Linked DNA regions of Gossypium hirsutum: region 1 is linked to region 2. The links are chromatin contacts, called in public Hi-C maps. All regions are on one chromosome and are shown on one strand. Each heading gives the region's core, a stretch centred on a gene start, on an enhancer-like site or on the middle of the called end of the contact. The rest is flanking DNA. Distances are from core to core; before and after follow the strand shown.

Evidence for each region. A called contact is a pair of places that touch in the nucleus more often than the background predicts.
Region 1: a contact with region 2 is called in a Hi-C map of leaf, with 1.8 times the contacts expected there. The contact joins the promoter of LOC107949444 here to the promoter of LOC107949545 in region 2. A contact is called at or near these places in 3 of 34 Hi-C or Micro-C datasets (leaf and petal).

Annotation. Positions count from the first base shown.
Region 1 is chrD03:24,651,563-24,654,262 of Gossypium_hirsutum_v2.1, forward strand. LOC107949444 (guanylate kinase 2) reads right to left here and starts at 1,443. Exons shown (of 11, transcript XM_016884097.2): 1 at 1,158-1,443; 2 at 654-688; 3 at 375-482; 4 at 173-249; 5 at 1-88. The coding sequence starts at 656.
Region 2 is chrD03:24,123,190-24,125,889 of Gossypium_hirsutum_v2.1, forward strand. It overlaps LOC107949545 (zinc finger CCCH domain-containing protein 30), which reads right to left and starts at 1,374. Exons shown (of 3, transcript XM_016884229.2): 1 at 1,001-1,374; 2 at 708-758; 3 at 1-204. The coding sequence starts at 181.

The sequences.
Region 1 (2,700 bases), core at 193-2,692, 530 kb after region 2:
GCTAATCATTATACGATCTTCATTTAAAAGAATGGCAGAATGGCCCTTACATGTCTTCGGTTTTGTTCCCAGGACTGTAGGAATCACCCTGAAAATGTTACCATAAACAATTAATTAGTAACTCTAAAACTGAAACCAAAGAGGAAGAAATTTGTGTTAGCTACAAACTGACCATTTCCCAGTAGATTTGTCATAAATCTGAATTCCAACAGATGATGTGGAATCACTGTTTGCCCCACCAATTACAAACTGCCAGTAGAAAATCCACACAAATCTTCAATCAGATAAAGGTGATTGAACACCTCACGTAATAGACAACAAAGAGAAGCACTTTATGATAAAAGAACACCAAATTAGGCATTAAAGTATCATACTGTTTTGTCACCAACGTCGGTGAAGGTCTCAAAGCCTTTGGATTTTAAGCCAAATCCGTTTGAAAATCCATTTTGTAGATTATCAACAAAGAATGCTGGGGCTTCTCCCTGATGACCAATAACCAAAATAAATCAAATCACAATTAAGCCACTTTTTCCACCTTTGCTAAACCATAAAACTCAATAGCCTGCTAGTACCCCTTTCTTTTCCTGAGTAAATAAAAATGAAAACCAATTTTCACCCGAAAATATCTATATATAAAAAGATGATAGGCTCACCATGGAGAACCAATGCCTCCAAAATAAGATTCCCCCTGATCAATACACATGGAGAGATAAGAGATCAAATAAAAGGAACTCGTATTTTTTTGGATCTATCAAACAATAAAAGAAGGAATCATGGATGGCATTGAATCAATACAATTTACATGTCAAACAAGAAACCAAAATCGAAGGTAAAAGGGAACCATTTTTTAGAGGTATAACAACTAATTAGATTTCTGAAACCAAAACCCAGATTCCAATCTAGCATTACAATGCAAAACATAAAAGTATAAACAGACAGGAAAAAACAACCAGAAATCAGAGATACAAGCTAAAATAATAATGTTTCAGTTGGTTTTTACGTCGAATTTCAAACAACCCAGGTCTCAAAAACGAAAGATAGAGAGAATAAACTTTAAAAAAAAAAAAGCCAGATGCAATAACATGGTTAAAAAATAAATATAGGCGAAAAAAGGCTCGAAAAGAACGAAACAGATTGGTTAAACACCAAATTCATACCTTTGATAAGAGAAGAAAACAAAACAAGTTTATATTGGCTAGGCGGAGGATATTTCCCAAAAGGGATAGTATTATTAAAAAAAGAGAATAGGAAGAAAAATGGATATTTTTCAGCTTTGCGATATTCGTTTGGCCAAGTATTGGGAGTTAAATCAGATCAAAACATGGGATTCGGAAAGGAGAAGAATTGCAAGGAAAGCTGAAATCCAATCACTCTTTTTATATTGGTGAAGAGAAAGAAAGAGAGGTAGGCCTTTTCTTTTTCGGTTGCATTCAATTAACGAAAACAAGAAGACCCCGTTGGCCCGGCTCTCATTTTCATACGAGGCTGTTGGGAAGCTTCACTTTTTTTTTCCAAAAATAAAAAAACAATTTGTTTAATACTAGGAGTAGTAAGTTTTCTTTCTTTCTTTTTTTGAAATTATTATTTAATTTGTGCTGTTCTTTTAATGGCTCTTTTCTAGGGGAAATTTATTTATTTATTTAAAAAAAAAAGGAAAAGAACAAAAAAAAAATTAGAAGATTTTGGCTTAGAGCGGTCATAGGTTAAGATAACTATCTTACCAAATAAAGGGGTTATGGAATTCAATTTTGGTCTAAAAAGTGATAAAATTTTAATTTAATTTATTAAAAATTATAAAAATATAAGTTAATACAATAATGAAATTACATTTAGCTCTAAAAAAATACATAGTTATATTTTAGCTCCTCCAAAACTAATTTCTAGTTTCGCCTCTAGGTTATGGCAACTTCAATTCTCTCGAGTGAAGAGGAAGACGAACTACAGCGTAGTAGCGAAAAGGTCAAGCATGACCAAAATCCAAGTCCTCAAATAATTACTCGACCACTTCTATCCTACAATGATTCATTAATGGTGTAATGATATTAAAATCACTATGTTATAAAAGTGACACTAATTTGAGATCCTGCATAATGAATTTCTTTGTATAGTGAAATGAGGTATATAATCAATAAAAGAGAAGGTTGATGAGTGTCAAAAGAAGTTAAATCAAGAAGTATGACGTGATATATTAATTTAAAGAAAGGACTAAATCACAAAGAGTGAAAAATGTTGGGGCTAAAGTATAAATATTCAAAATTTATAGGGTTAAAATATAAATATAAAAAAGATAGACCAAAAGTGAAAATACCGTAAAGGTGGAAAGGAGACAAATGAAAATATAAAATTTTACTTAGGGCAAAATAGTCATTTTGTAAGAAAGATCATTTTGGAAAAATTACTAAAATTCCCTTGAAAGTGTAGATGAAATTTTAGCCATTGGATTTACTTAATTAATTATGAAGTAGGAAATATGGGCCCTTAGATCAAAATGATGATGTTGGTGATATTTTATATTATTTAATTATAATGTTAATAATATTTTATTAATATTTTATAATTTAAAGTGAATATAGAAGGAAGAAAGATGGAGAAAGCTTTTCATACTTTCCATTTGCTTCCAACGTGTATGAGAAATGGAGAAGGGAGAAACTATTTTTTTCTACAATTTAGTCCTTTTCTATAAAGTCTACTATTTTCACC
Region 2 (2,700 bases), core at 124-2,623:
TGGTGCGTTTAAAGCCTTCAGCATCATTATTTGCAGCAAGCTCAAGCAAGGTTGCAAAAATATCTTCAGTCTCTACAGTCAAGCGATTCATTTCTACACTAGGATGTCTGTTATCTCCAAAAGAATTATTCGATCTTGTTGGATTAGACGAGTGGTTTATTGGCTCTGATCCACAGCACATACTTTCATTAGATGAAAATCCAACTGAGATTTAGAAACAATACCCATTAGAATCAACCAGTAGAATAACGAGAACTCCATATGAATGATCAAATATTCCATAAGATACAGAGAAAAAAGAACTGAGAAAAAAATACAAAAAAAAAATCACCCTTGGGAGTTTAAGAAAACAACAGGAAAGGCTAAGTCAATGTTTGTCAATGGAAATATCTACATAAAAATTATGGAAAATTAAATGTAGATTTAGAGCAAAAGTGAGATTAAGGATTTAAATATCATCAAAGGAGCAAAGAAAAGAAAAACATACTCCACTAATAATATACAAAGTTTTACTTTGGAATAGATAAAATTACAACCTATTTTCCTACACTTTCGATATAATTGACTTAGAACAAAACATAGGGTCTTCCATTTCCTTTCTGAACTTTCAACTAGTTTTTCCCAGTAAACAAAAAATTAAAATAAAGAACGAGATCAAAAGCACAAACATCAGTGAATAAATTTGAGAAATAGCTGTAAACACTCACAATATTATGATTGAAGGATCTTGAACCAAATCTTCCCGCGGTCATCACTGACTGAATAATTTTAAAAAAAAATAGAATATGAAAGCAATGCTGTGAGGGAAAAGTAGATAAAAGATCTGATTCTGGGGCAATCAATAGGAAAATTGTTGCTAAAAAAGACAGTTGAAAACAAAGACAAAAACAGACAAGCCTCGGGAACAAGATCTCTCTTACATGTGATCCTCCACTCATTACATCAAAACAATACAGGAATATTACAACAAAGATTTTAAGTAAAAAAAAAAAACCCTTACCAGTTTAATCCATCTCTGAAGCAGGACAGATCTACTTTGAGAAAGAAGTGGGTATTTGAGATATAACTTCAAAAAGTGATGAAGGAATTCTGGTCTTTGATTAGATTTGTGTGCTTCCAATTTTTTATTTATTTATTTTTGGATGGTTAAGTTAGAAAAATAGAGAGTTCGGAGAAAACGAGTAGCTGATTTCTTCTTTTTCTTCATCCCATCTGTATTTCCTATGTTACGGATGTTTTTTCTCTCATGAAAGAGAAACAAAAACTCAAAGTAATTATTAAATGAAAAAAACTAAGATTTTGAAGAATATATTTATTTATTTTAGATAAAATCGCCTATCTCAGATTAAAGAGACAGGAAAAAAAACCCGAATGCGAACACTCTGAATTTCCTTTTTAGACCAATCAAATAGTAACGTGTGAGATTATTAGGAAGTTTTAATATAAAAGGTTGGGTTAACCTTGTCATTTCGTTAAGCATGAAATTTTTTAATTTTAACATGGCGTGAAACGGTTGGACAACTCTTTGGCAGACAACCTAATTTGTTGTATAATAGTTCTACCATTTCCTTTGTCAAATTCCTTATGATTTCAACCTAAATTCCCCTTACATGACGGTTATATTTTCGAAAAAAAAAGTAGACTGAACTTTTCTTACCATAGAACTCGAAGGAAAAGTTGAGCTGGCGCTTAAGAGTTTGTTTTCAGTGAAATTGGAATAAGAATTTTGGGATCATAACTTTGACAAGTAAATAATTATTTTATTATTATTTTAATGTCTATAGAATGTTAGTATAGTCGTAATAAATTTACGTTAAAGAAATTTTAATGTTTGCATGCTTAATTTAATAAAAAAGACTAAATTATAAAATGTGTAAAAGTAGAGTTTTATTTGTTAAAGGTGTCAAATAGCTATGAAACTTTAAAGTGATGGGACCTAGATGGTAATTAAACCATTTGATTAGTTAGTGAATATTCATGGCAAGGTTTTATTGAAATTTTGAATGTTTTTAAAGGGTAAAAAGGTAAATGACTAAATAAAGGATAAGTTAAATAAAACCAAGTTTCACTCATCTTCTTCAAAGCTTCTTCCATAAAAAATCAAAAGCAAAATAGCCATTTTTAGGGTTCCTTGATTCGGCAACTATAATTGCTTGCATGTAAGTGGTTTTGAGCTCGTTTTTAATGATTTCTATGTTTTTGAAGACATTTTTGTTTAATCTACCTAGCCCGGTGATCAATTTGTAAAATTGTTAAAGGTTTAGAGTTTTTCCATGAATGTTCTTACATGATTATTGATGTTTGATGGTAGATTATGAATCATTATTAATAAATAAACAAGTTTTGTAAGTGATTTTTGATGAAAATAACATTTAGGGACTTATTTGTAAAAATGGTAAAAGTTCATGGTAAATTTATGATATAAGTCCTTAGAGAAATCGACTAGCTTGAGAAAAGGATGAAAATGCTTAGATTTCAATTTATGAGTTTAATGATTAAATTTTGAAAGTTAAAATGTTTGGGGCAAAATTATAATTTTGTAAAAAATGAAATATGGACTGAATTGAATAATAGAAGTATTAAATGATTGAATTTGTTTATTTAGATCAAGATAGACCTCATATGGGTTTAGATTAGAGAAAAGCTAAAGCCTCAAATTAATCGACTTCGTTTTTACACTCTAATCATCGATAAGTTCGT